4 separate regions of the Mus musculus genome follow, and all the other regions are linked to region 4. The links are chromatin contacts, called in public Hi-C, HiChIP or PLAC-seq and promoter capture Hi-C maps. All regions are on one chromosome and are shown on one strand. Each heading gives the region's core, a stretch centred on a gene start, on an enhancer-like site or on the middle of the called end of the contact. The rest is flanking DNA. Distances are from core to core; before and after follow the strand shown. Region 1 overlaps Prkce (protein kinase C, epsilon). Region 2 overlaps Prkce (protein kinase C, epsilon). Region 3 overlaps Prkce (protein kinase C, epsilon). Region 4 holds the start of Prkce (protein kinase C, epsilon).

The links. Promoter capture Hi-C pulls out the DNA fragments that hold promoters and counts their contacts. Hi-C and Micro-C count contacts between places; a contact is called where the count stands out from the background. HiChIP or PLAC-seq counts read pairs in DNA pulled down with a chosen protein or histone mark.
Region 1: a promoter capture Hi-C map of pre-B cells shows a contact between it and region 4, with 2.8 times the contacts expected there. The contact joins the enhancer-like site here to the promoter of Prkce in region 4. A contact is called at or near these places in 7 of 39 promoter capture datasets (the 3T3-L1 cell line, 3T3-L1-derived adipocytes, the HPC-7 cell line and 3 more), 1 of 484 Hi-C or Micro-C datasets (embryonic stem cells) and 2 of 115 datasets of contacts at active chromatin or transcription factors (large pre-B cells and stem cell-derived neural progenitor cells).
Region 2: an H3K27ac HiChIP or PLAC-seq map of hepatocytes shows a contact between it and region 4, with 6 times the contacts expected there. The contact joins the enhancer-like site here to the promoter of Prkce in region 4. A contact is called at or near these places in 11 of 39 promoter capture datasets (the SN4741 cell line, embryonic stem cells, epiblast stem cells and 5 more), 5 of 15 datasets of contacts at CTCF or cohesin (CD8 T cells, embryonic stem cells, large pre-B cells and 2 more), 71 of 484 Hi-C or Micro-C datasets (the AtT-20 cell line, B cells, the Ba/F3 cell line and 34 more), 45 of 115 datasets of contacts at active chromatin or transcription factors (the 230-238 cell line, the HPC-7 cell line, the NIH/3T3 cell line and 30 more) and 4 of 9 other capture datasets (adipose tissue, embryonic stem cells, liver and 1 more).
Region 3: a contact with region 4 is called in a Hi-C map of the 63-12 cell line, with 4 times the contacts expected there. The contact joins the enhancer-like site here to the promoter of Prkce in region 4. A contact is called at or near these places in 28 of 39 promoter capture datasets (the 3T3-L1 cell line, 3T3-L1-derived adipocytes, the C10 cell line and 17 more), 9 of 15 datasets of contacts at CTCF or cohesin (CD8 T cells, the NIH/3T3 cell line, embryonic stem cells and 4 more), 283 of 484 Hi-C or Micro-C datasets (the 3T3-L1 cell line, 3T3-L1-derived adipocytes, the 63-12 cell line and 143 more), 70 of 115 datasets of contacts at active chromatin or transcription factors (the 230-238 cell line, CD4 single positive thymocytes, CD8 T cells and 49 more) and 5 of 9 other capture datasets (adipose tissue, embryonic stem cells, embryonic tail and 2 more).

Annotation. Positions count from the first base shown.
Region 1 is chr17:86,649,835-86,652,534 of GRCm38.p6, forward strand. The region is part of intron 14 of Prkce (protein kinase C, epsilon); the gene reads left to right. Among named protein-coding and RNA genes, the nearest start is that of Gm52297, 18 kb to the right of the region's middle. Within about 2 kb of position 1,412, at least 10 of the 459 cell types and tissues checked have an H3K27ac peak or open chromatin away from gene starts, as enhancers often do. A contact at or near this core is called in pre-B cells, where this site is marked.
Region 2 is chr17:86,470,632-86,473,331 of GRCm38.p6, forward strand. The region is part of intron 2 of Prkce (protein kinase C, epsilon); the gene reads left to right. Among named protein-coding and RNA genes, the nearest start is that of Gm30284, 27 kb to the left of the region's middle. Within about 2 kb of position 1,265, at least 14 of the 459 cell types and tissues checked have an H3K27ac peak or open chromatin away from gene starts, as enhancers often do. A contact at or near this core is called in the N1E-115 cell line, Sertoli cells, hepatocytes and 3 more, where this site is marked.
Region 3 is chr17:86,446,577-86,449,276 of GRCm38.p6, forward strand. The region is part of intron 2 of Prkce (protein kinase C, epsilon); the gene reads left to right. Among named protein-coding and RNA genes, the nearest start is that of Gm30284, 2.9 kb to the left of the region's middle. Within about 2 kb of position 1,440, at least 1 of the 459 cell types and tissues checked has an H3K27ac peak or open chromatin away from gene starts, as enhancers often do. A contact at or near this core is called in the 63-12 cell line, where this site is marked.
Region 4 is chr17:86,166,346-86,169,045 of GRCm38.p6, forward strand. Prkce (protein kinase C, epsilon) reads left to right here and starts at 1,440. Exons shown (of 15, transcript NM_011104.3): 1 at 1,440-2,595. The coding sequence starts at 2,248. Gm5817 (predicted gene 5817) reads right to left here and starts at 1,140. Exons shown (of 2, transcript NR_165800.1): 1 at 116-1,140.

The DNA.
Region 1 (2,700 bases), core at 162-2,661, 480 kb after region 4:
TTGATCAGGTGCCTATCATCCTACAGGGCATTGTAACCACTAAAATCTCATAGATAGAAAGACCAGTGCCCAGAGATTAACATCAGTGTCCTAAAGGCAGAAGCAGTGGTCTTGGTCGTCCTCCACCCAGCCTTGCCTGAGTGTGGCCCAGAGGTTGTGGGAAAGGCGTTGTGGGGGAGAGAAGGTCTGCAGAGTCAGACAATGCTCTCCGTGTCCAGTGCCACTTTCTTGGGCTGCACAGTATGGACACTGGGAAGGTATATGGGCTGACCAAGGAAAAGAGTAGGCAGTCTCTCTGAAAGTCAGACTTGAGCTGTGGAATCGAGTCTTGGCTGTGCTCTGAAGAAAGCAGCAGTGTTTCAAAGACCAAAATTAGTGAAGGAGCCAACCTCGGCCCTTTTCAGTTTGGGGGATGCTATGCTACCTACATGCCAGTGATAGGGATACAAGGTGATTTGAAAACTTCCCAAGCCTTCAGTGTCCAATGATCAGGAATTGCCTCCCATGGGGGCCATTAACTATTTAAATTAAGCATGGGTGACTAACATGCACCTAAAATGTTCCGAGGGCCAGAAGCCAAGTTGTACAGGGAGTTCTGACCAATCTGCCGAGGTCAGCAAGAACGGCATCCTCTGGCATGGGGATTTGACTCAGTGGTGGGATGGCGGGTGCCTGTCATGTGCAAGACATGGGCTTGATGCCCAGCAGTGTTTACAGTTGACCTATAGGAGAGAGAAATGGTGTGGCCTACTGACTACACCCAGACGATTCTGTGATTCCCACGAGAGACCTAGAACTGAGCTAACCAACCCTCCCAGCAAGCTCATGATAGAATCTTCTCCAGATGCACCAGCGGAGCCTGGTTCTTGAGTGTGGGCACACGGCGGACACCAGCACCATTGCTGCGCCCAGGTGACCTCAGGAAAGCAAACCAGTTTCTGTGACGAATGGGCATGAGTCTGTCACTGATGGTTGATGAAATCCGAGTGACTAAGTAAACAAGGACAGCCAGTGCCAACAAGTTGATGGGTTTTCTGGGGTTCTTTATGTGCACCCTGTCCTCCTTGGTGGCTAGCTGAAAGGGTGTACCAGGAAGAAGGTGTTCCTGACCAAGAATTCCAGCTCATCCTTCACTAGGTTCCAGTGGATCTTTCTGCCTGTCCTATTCTGTGGACCTATCCCCATCCTTTGCAAACCTTCCACTCCGACCACCAGAGTATGTGCCACTAAGATGTCCTTTGGACAGTACCTGATGTTTTACAAGTTGTCGTCACCACCCCTTCGTCTTCCAGATCTCCTGGACAGCCTTCACCCAACACAGCTCTCCCTGTCCCTTAGCCCTATGACCCTTCCCTCCTTCCACAGAGGTCCTCTGAAGAGTTGCAGCCCCAGGACGACTTCCCCAGCCTCCAGCCTCCCACAGCCAGCTTTCATCCCTCTGGGGACCAGTTTTGTTGTTCATCTCTGCAGCAGCTCTTTGCATATGCCCTCCCTTTTCCTCTGACCTTGAAATCCCTGGAGGACAGCAGCTAGCCCACCCTGGGCCAGCCTTCCGGTTGGAGAAGACCACAACCAACTGTGTCTGAGTTCCCTGTCTGAAGGGAACACAGACATTCCCCAGCCACAAATGCTGTTTCTGGAAATTACTTACAGTCTCTCTGTTTCCTCTGTCCCCCTTCACAGCCCTCAGTTCACAGTGGAACTCTGCTGCTGAAGCTGCAAAAAACATAGGACTGACTGCTAAGGACAGGGAAGAGTAGCTTATCCCGTTCCTTCCTGCCCATCATTGTGTCTAGTCTGGGTCATTGGGCTGGCTCCCCTGCCAGCCTCCCCACTCTACCCCCTCTCACTGTTATGCCAAACTCTCTCCCCATTTGCCTATGCCAGGCCCTTCTGGCTTTAACTCAAAAGCCTACTGGCCTCTTCTAAAAACTGTCTCCTGGTTGGACTTAACCCTTCCTTGCCATGTATGTCCCATGTCTATGGGATTCACATCTCTAGAACTCCTCCAGGGGCAGGAGGCATCATGCTGAGACCTGGATGTAAGCTTGGCTCTTTCCCAGTTGGGTAACCCCAACCAAGCCACCAAATCTCTCTGAGTCCTAGTTTCCTCGCTTGTAAAACTGGAATCGAAAGGATCAAATGATTGAGTGAATGTGAAGATGCTCTAAGAAGCTCTGGAACAGAACCTTTCAAACTGACCATAGGTTTCTCTCTTGGGAAAGGAGGAAATACATTATTCAGGAGGGCAGGAAGGGAGGTTTGAAAATGGACCAGGATTCTTCCTCCTAGAATTTCTAAGAGATTTTGATTTGTTCACGTGTGTAGCAACCATCCAAAAGCAGATACAACATATAGCTTTGTCTCAAAGGTGCTCTCTTTCACAGACTACTTAATATCGCCTTTAAGGTTACGGAGTTCTACTAAGAATAGGCTATTTCATTATTATTCTTCCTAGAAAGAATGACTCTGCCCTTTCTATAAGATGGACCCCATCATCTAGGTCAATAACCAGAGGCAGTGCCAGTTACCCAGTGTCTTATTTAGGGTTTTACTGCTGTGAACAGACACTAAGACCAAGGCAACTCTTTTTTTTTTTCTATTAGATATTTTCTTTATTTACATTTCAAATGTTATCCCCTTTCCTAATTTCCCCTCCGAAAATCCCCTATCCCCTTCCCCCACCCCGTCCTCCCCAAC
Region 2 (2,700 bases), core at 15-2,514, 300 kb after region 4:
TGACTTGGGCAGAAATTTCAAGTTTGCAACAAAGGCAAAAGATATTGGCCTATCTCCTGACATCCACTTCAATTATATTGCAAAAAAGGGGGAGTCAGCAGAGGCAGCTGAGAAAGAAACCCCTACAACCTGCTTGGAGAACTGCCCCTGTATGCTTCGGGGCTGGTCCTGCAGCGAGCAGTGACAGCAGTGCCCAGCACTGGCCAGTGGTCCTGTTGGTTCTGTTCCAGGCAAGAGTAAACCCTTGAATTTGATAGTCCCTCCCACACAACTGCCTGAAAACACCCAGGAATCTACGGCCTGACACGAGCAAGAATTTCGTGCTTGGTTTTTGTAAAGTGAAAACTATCTCTAAAGGATTATTAATATCGAGCTCCTTTTGTGTGGAAAGAGAGAGGACAGTGAAGATGTTGAAGATGTGAATCCTTCAGTGTCCCGCCTGTCAGCAAAAGTATAGTGTTTAGTGGCAGGCCTCCCTCTTCGTGAGTTTCAAGTATTCATAAAGTCTATAAGGAAATGGATCCCTTCCCCCAGGGGAGGGGGGCTGACTAAGTTTAGATGCACAGACCAGTAGGCACACAGTACATAATTCTCTTTGTTCTTTGTATCAGCCCATTTGCAGCCTCTCAGAGACGCTTCTCCACGTTGAGGCTGCTTACTATTCACTTCACCGGTGCAAAAGGTACCAGGACTGTGAAGTTTATGAACTAATCGGGGAAATTTGTAAAAGGTGCCAGGGATTTGAAGTTTATGAACTAGTTAAAGGAGTTAGAAGGCATATCTAGAATGTTTGGGGTTACTGAAGATGTAGTCACCACTCAGCTTGTGCCTCTGTGGGTTCTCTCAGACCAGTCAGGTTCTCTGTCTCTACGAAAGTTTCACCAAGTACTCATACTAAGTGGTAGCCGCTCTCTAACTTTTGGAAACCCTGTCTGCTGTCTGGCAGAGAAAGTCATAAACGAGACGTCTGAGAACTGATTGGGACCTCCAGGCGAAGGGGCGATCATGCCCGCTGAGTGTGGCACAGTGCATCCCGAGACAGCGGGGAACAGCCTTCAGCCAGCTGGAGGTGTTAAGGGACACCTTGTGTGACTTGTCAGTTTCCTAGGCTAGGGGCCTGGGAATGTTTTTATTCTGTGTGTCTATCCTGAGCTTAAAGACTTTTCCTGGGTACCAGAAATTCCACTGCGACTCTGGAATGTAACTCAACAGATAGAGGGAGAAAGCCGACTTCCTGCTTGAGTTTGCCCTCTTGTGGTCAGGTGTAGTAGTGCACACCTGTGGTCTTCGCATTGTGGAATCAGAGGTTAGATTGTGCATGCAAGCCAGTCTGGACTACAGAAGCAGACTTCTAGGATGGCCATAGCAAGACTCTACCTATGGATCGGTGAGTGGACGGAGCAAAGGATGGATAAATTAATAATGTGAGATGTCTTCTCTCTCCTACTCTCCAGGGCTCCTCTGTTCATGCCAGGGAGCCACCAAACCACTAGGGTACCAGTGCCTTATTTGATGATTTAGGCATAGGGGGAAAAAAAACTTTGTAAAGGAAACTGGAGAACAGTTTATAAAAGATACTATCCAGTTATTCTAGCATGGTATAGTTCTTCGCTGTTACCTTGAGCCTATTGGTTGATACAAGGCCAGGTTATAGTGGGGATGCTCTATACATTTCCCGTGTTCCTCCGGTGTTTGTGCATAGTTTTGAATTGCCTTAGATGTAATACATCTTTAGACCACTGTATTAATCTTAAATAGGTTCTTCCTCGTTTGTTGACTAATCTAGCCATGCAGTGAGGAACGTCTGCACTCCATGGTTTTATAGCTTTTGTTTGTATTCAGTGATTGACTTAGAGCTAATTCCTAAGGAACTGACAAGCCAGATCTCTTTGTGAATCTGTTCGCCCTTGTTATGTATTATAATATTGCTTCCTGAAAATGTGTGTCATGTGCCGCTTTCTCTAGCAATAAATGAATAAATCAGTTTCCCCATAGCATGCCGGTAACACATACTATCATGTGGAAACAAAGCTGTAGCCTTATTAGGTATGAAATGGTCTATCCGTGGTGCATCAATAATGCTCTGCTTTACATTTTAAAAATCCCTATTGAGCATATCTTTCATATTTCTTCTGCAAATATTTTTACATTACATTTTTGAGAATCATTTACCCCCTCCTCTCCATTCCATCTTTTCTCGTGTCTCCTTCCTGCTCCCTCTTAAATTTCTGACCTCTTCTTCTTTAATTATTAATAACACACACACGAGAGAGAGAGAGAGAGAGAGAGAGAGAGAGAGGAAGGGAGAGAGGGAGAGGGAGGGAGGGAGGGAGGGAGGGAGAGAGGGAGGGAGGGAGGGAGAGAGGGAGGGAGGGAGGGAGAGAGAGAGGCACCATCATAATTTCTTCTCTTCTCCTCTCTTCTTCTCATCACTACCTCTTCTCAAGCTCCCCCTCTCTATATAAATAGACAGACAGACAGACATGAAAAGAGATAGCAGGTGTCCATGCATCGTACATGTGTCATACATCCTTCCCCCTGGCTAACTATGCACCCTGCTCCCTTACCCAATCTTCACACTTGGCTCTTGGCTTAAGCTTTCTCCTCAGTGACCACACACTCTTTTTCCCCAGAAGGTGCCCCCTCTCTGCAGTGATCTCTTTCTAGTCTCCTGGTTTCTCCAGGTACTCCTAGTTGGCC
Region 3 (2,700 bases), core at 190-2,689, 280 kb after region 4:
CCTGGCTGGAAGGGTTCTGTCTCTCAGTTCACTATCCTGTGGGTTTTTTTAGAGCAAGGATGACTGAATAGAGAAAGGACAGTGTGAAAGGGACATATCCCCAGCAACTGAGGGAACATATAAAAGCCAAGTATGTCCTGGGTGACTTGGAATCTATTTCTTTTATTTGCTCCATTCTGTCCCTGGGAGTCCCCTCCTTGTTTCTGTGACTTGACTTCTTGAACAGTTTTGGATAAGTCATTTGTCACCCACCAATCATAGCAGCAGCTGTTGATACAGTTAGTGAACTTTATGTGACTCTGATTGGCATCCCTTGCACACGTGGGGACTCATGCCTCCGTCCTTGTCACCCAGGCCACCCTTTCCTGGCTGAGGGGACCACAAACACACTGCCATGCCTTACTCAGCAGATTCCAGAACAAAATACACATGTGCACAAATAAATGTCCTCACTGTGGAGAAACTTGCTTTCTTTTCATCGGCCAGCTTTCTCTTGATGCTTTACAAGTGCCCAGAACATTTGGACTGAAACAGATCTTGAACCCCTGTGGGCACAGGCCAGCCTGCTCACCCAGTTGGGTCCGGCATGCAGCTTTCTGGTCACTCACTGAGTTCTCTGCCCTTGGCCTGTATTGTTGAAGCAAGTTTCTGGAATCTGGCACCATAGGCTCCCTGTATGCTAGCTCTGACCTCATCTAACCCCACTGCCCTGGTGAGATCTAACACAAAGCTCACGTGGCAGAAAGAGGAAGTGCCAGGCTGAACCTCTTCCCTGTGGTTTCTTCTAGAAAAAAAAAATAGTAGAAACAAATACCAAAGCTTGGGGATCCAGACCTCATGCATTAAGCCCTCTGAGCCTGTCTGTCTGGTCCCGTGGGCTGCCTTTAGGTGATGAACAGAGAGGGTATAGACACAGACAGTTGATATATAAGTGTGAAGTGTAATTGGGTCCTTCGATTTTGTTTTGGTGACTCTCTAGTAGTGGCAGACAGGAGACAGGTGTGTCTTCCTCTGGCTTCATTGCACCAGTCGCTGTATGATGTGTGGCTGTGCAGTCTCGCTGGCCTCAGGTGACCTCAGGTGACCTGCTTGGCTTCCCCCATCTCAAGCCGTGCTCTCCTTGAAAAGACATGACAGATGTCTAAGACTTTCAGAGCCGTTTTCTGACCAAGCCAGCTCAGTCAGTCAACAGGTTCTCCAAGGCAGGAGTGGGGATTAAAAAGAAAAAGAGACAATTAGACAATACTGTAGCATGACCCCAGCCAGTTCTGAAGCTGAAGCAGGTTTTTTTTTTTTTCCCAGTCTGCTTTTATCCCACTTTAATTACATGCAAAATGATAAGATCAGTTCTGGGTCAAGGGACAAGCAAGGCAATAAACAAAATCCTGTAAACACCATTTTTAGGGGCTAGTCAGGATGACCAAGACAAAAGGAATGCCACACATGCCTCAGCTGAGCCTGCTCTGAGCTTTGCATTAACTCAAGTGTAAATGTTCATAATCTGGGCCTATTTCCTCAGTCCTGACCAAAGTCAGACTCCTGTCTTGCTTGAGCTTACTTCTTCTGTCCTGGCCCGATGTCAGATTCCCACCAAGCATCTGGAAGCAGTCCCCCAAAAGACTACGCACATCTCCCCAGGTTTTATTTCATATAACCCATCTTAGGTCGTTCTGACAAGAATGCCTTCCTTACCCGTCATGGAAAGTGCATTATCCAGACCAATGCTATTCTGTCTTAGGTTGGTAAGGCTCCGTGCAGAATCTTACCTGTTCTTGGCTTACCAACCTGTTCAATTAATAACTGTACATGGGGATCCATTTTTAGTTCCAAGCCATGTATTTTAGCCACCAAAATATTGATGTTGTTAAAGGCAAGTTTTATCACAATGGCAGGAATAAAAGTATTCCCAGGATGAGAAGGGCTAGCATGACCAAGCTATCTATGCCAGCCTTGAAGCTTGACCAAAACATTGACCTCAGGCCATGAATAATTTTATCAGCAATATTAGCAGCATCAAAGCTCAGCAGAGCAGCATTTTTCAAAATCATCATCTCGGTATGCAAAGTTAAAACATCCAGAGAGGTGTTAGAATTATGCCAAATACCCTGAAAGCATCCTCGAACCTTTCCCCAATTATATTGACTATCATTGTAAAGTTTAAAAGTAACACAAATCCACTGATGTTTAGCATGACACTTGAGATGTCTCCTTTTAAACTCTGAACTTCCTCCCCAATAATTTGAATAGTATCACAAAGAGCATCAATCTAATGTTCCAAACGCCTATCTAAATCCTTATGAATACTCAGAATATTAGTAACATTTTTTTTGCTAAATGAATGTAGCTGTTTTAACTTCTTGCATCAAAGCAATAGCAGAAGCAGTGGTGCTAGCTTTTAGTGCAATTCAAGCTTCTATGCCAGCAACAATCAAGCCCACTATCCTATTGCTTCTGCTTAAAGCCTGACTCGCTTCTTTCAGTATTTGCAAGCGTTTTTCAGAGCACCAAGGTCATGTCATACTCACAGGCAATAAAACAAAAGCTGATTGATAAACCACCATAATAGGCATGTCAGATTTCAACACATTAACAAAACGAGAATGTGTACAATCAATACAACTCACATTAAATACAAAAGTTATTTTAACATGGCCAATTAATAAAAGATTGGGAGCCTTAACACACGCACTAAAACATGTT
Region 4 (2,700 bases), core at 190-2,689:
TTTTCCACAGAGGAAAAAGTGAATGGAATGCGGTTTGTACATTTTGATCCACACTTATCAGAGTCGCCAGATAAACACTTAGCTTTTCACCATCCGAACGAACAGCCGGACTTGCCTTGGCACTCGGGTGAGGGCGGAGGTTTTCTTTTTCCACTCACACGGCGGAGAGCTGCGGGACGAACCCCTTCCCGGGCGCAGGCTGGAAGTTCCCGCTGCGCGGCGCCCGGGGCCTGGCGCGCCCCGCCCGGCGCTCCCAGGTTCCCAGTCCCCCTCGGCACAGAGCCATTCCCTGCCGCCCGCCTTCCCGGTCCTGGTCCCTGGCCCAGGAAATTCTTCCCCAGCAGCCCAGGGCTCGCCTCACGTGACCAGCCGCCGTCGCGGCTGCTTCCAGAGAGTTTAAAGGTTACCGAGGAAATTAGTATGGATACAGCCACTGGACCCCAGGAGGACGCATCGGGCTTTCCCGCAGCCCGAACGCCGGTTGTCAGGGCGCGGATCAAGCCTTGTCCTCTTAAGGGGCACACACAAGGTCCCGCATAAGTAGGAGGAGTCACTTTGAGAAATAAACAGACATTCGAACCAGGCCGGGCCCAGGTTCTACTAGTCTTCCACAAGTTCTCGCAACCCAATCAGGCCCAGAACAAATCCCCAGAGGGGAGAGTCTCCTCAAGGGGGAAAAAAAGAGGGTTTCAAAACTCACACCCAGCCGAAGGGCTCAGCAGTCCGGGTGTCCCCTCCCCCATCGCGGCACAGTAGAGAATCCCAGGGCAGAGTGACAAATAGGCCAGCTCTCCGCGGGCGACTGGTGACCGCCGCAGTCCAGGCAGAGTGGGGGAAGGTGATTAGTCTTCTTGGACATTGCGACCCCCTCCATTCCACCAGGCCCAGTTTTAAGTGATAGTGTTGGCCGCAGGGTGCGAGAGAAAAGCGCGGCCCGCTGCTCTCCGGGTCCAGACCCCGCTCTCCTGGTGCAGATCCGAGGAGCACAGACTCGGCCTGCGACAGTCGCTCCCGCACCTCCGCGACGCCACACTCCTGGGTTCCGCGCGGAGTCCTTCCTCAGCTCCCCCGCGCGCCACGGCAAACGGACCCGGCCGGCCCGCTCCTGCTCTTTTCTGCTCGGCTCACTTTTCCCGTATTGCTCCCCCAACCGGCAAAACTTTCTATTTCCCCAAACAGTGGCGCGCGCGCGCGCGCGTGCACACACACACACACACACACACACACACACACACACACACACTCACACACACTGACGTCTTTTGCGCATTTCCTGCATTAGAGGGAGGGAGAATCGCTCGCACAGCGATCGAGGGAAGCAGATCGCGGGCTGAGCGCTCTGGCGGGCGGCGAGCCGGCGGCAGCCGAGAGCGCGGACGCGGGGAGCGCGGCGGGCGGGCGGGCGCCGGCGGGCGGGAGGAGGGGCCGCGCGGAGTCGCAGTCCCTGCCCGGCCGCCGCGCTGCGCACCGCCGGGTGCCGGCCTGCGCCCCGAACCCAAGTGGCGGCCACCTCTACCTCCCAAGCCCGCGCGGATGTGAGATCCCAGGCACCGGGCGCCTCGCGATCGCCGGCTACGGCGCGACTCTGCTTAACCCGGGAGGTGACGGCGGGGCTGATCGTGCGGCTTGTGGATTTTTTAAAAATTTGGCTCCGGGGAGGACCATTTCCTCTCGACATGCATCCCTCCGGATAGACTGCACATCCCTCAGTCCACCCTCCGCCCCGCGCCGTCCGAGGCAGGCGCTGGGTGGGCGAAGAGGATCCGGGTTGAAATCTGTGCCCCCGGTTCTCGTCCCCGCCCCGTCCCGCCGCCCCCTCCCCCTCCGGGAGTCGAAATTGCCCGGGGATTATGTTTCGGAAAGGTAGGTGAGCGCCGGGCGCGGCGCCTGCTTCTCCGCACACGGACCCGAAGAACCAGCGAGGCGGCGAGGCAGCCCCCGCGGCTTGCAGCGGAGGCGACAGCTCGTCTCCTGCCGTGGAGGTGTCGCCGGTGGTGGGGGGGAGAGACTTGCTCCAAAAAAACGGACGTCTCCAGCTCTCCCCCCTCCCTGTTTTCCGTTAGGAATCCGGCGAGGAAATACATGCACTCGCTGAGAATCGGCGGCGCCAGGAGGCAGCGCCACAAGGTGTAGCGAGTGAGTGGGGTGGGGCAAGAGGGGACCCAGGAGTCCCCCAGGCTCCCGGCGCGCCTGCTCCTGCTCTTCAATCCTGCCCTCGGGGCGGACGGAGTGACCCCCGCCCCGACCATGGTAGTGTTCAATGGCCTTCTTAAGATCAAAATCTGCGAGGCGGTGAGCTTGAAGCCCACAGCCTGGTCGCTGCGCCATGCGGTGGGACCCCGGCCACAGACGTTCCTTTTGGACCCCTACATTGCCCTTAACGTGGACGACTCGCGCATCGGCCAAACAGCCACCAAGCAAAAGACCAACAGCCCGGCCTGGCACGATGAGTTCGTCACCGATGTGTGCAATGGGCGCAAGATCGAGCTGGCTGTCTTTCACGACGCTCCTATCGGCTACGACGACTTCGTGGCCAACTGCACCATCCAGTTCGAGGAGCTGCTGCAGAATGGGAGCCGTCACTTCGAGGACTGGGTGAGTCGGTCCTCCACGTCCGGGAGTCCCGGGTCCCAGGGAAAGACTTGCTGCCTGAGCATTGGTCCTGGGGCTCTGGGCTGTCTGTGTGTGCATGTGCGGCTC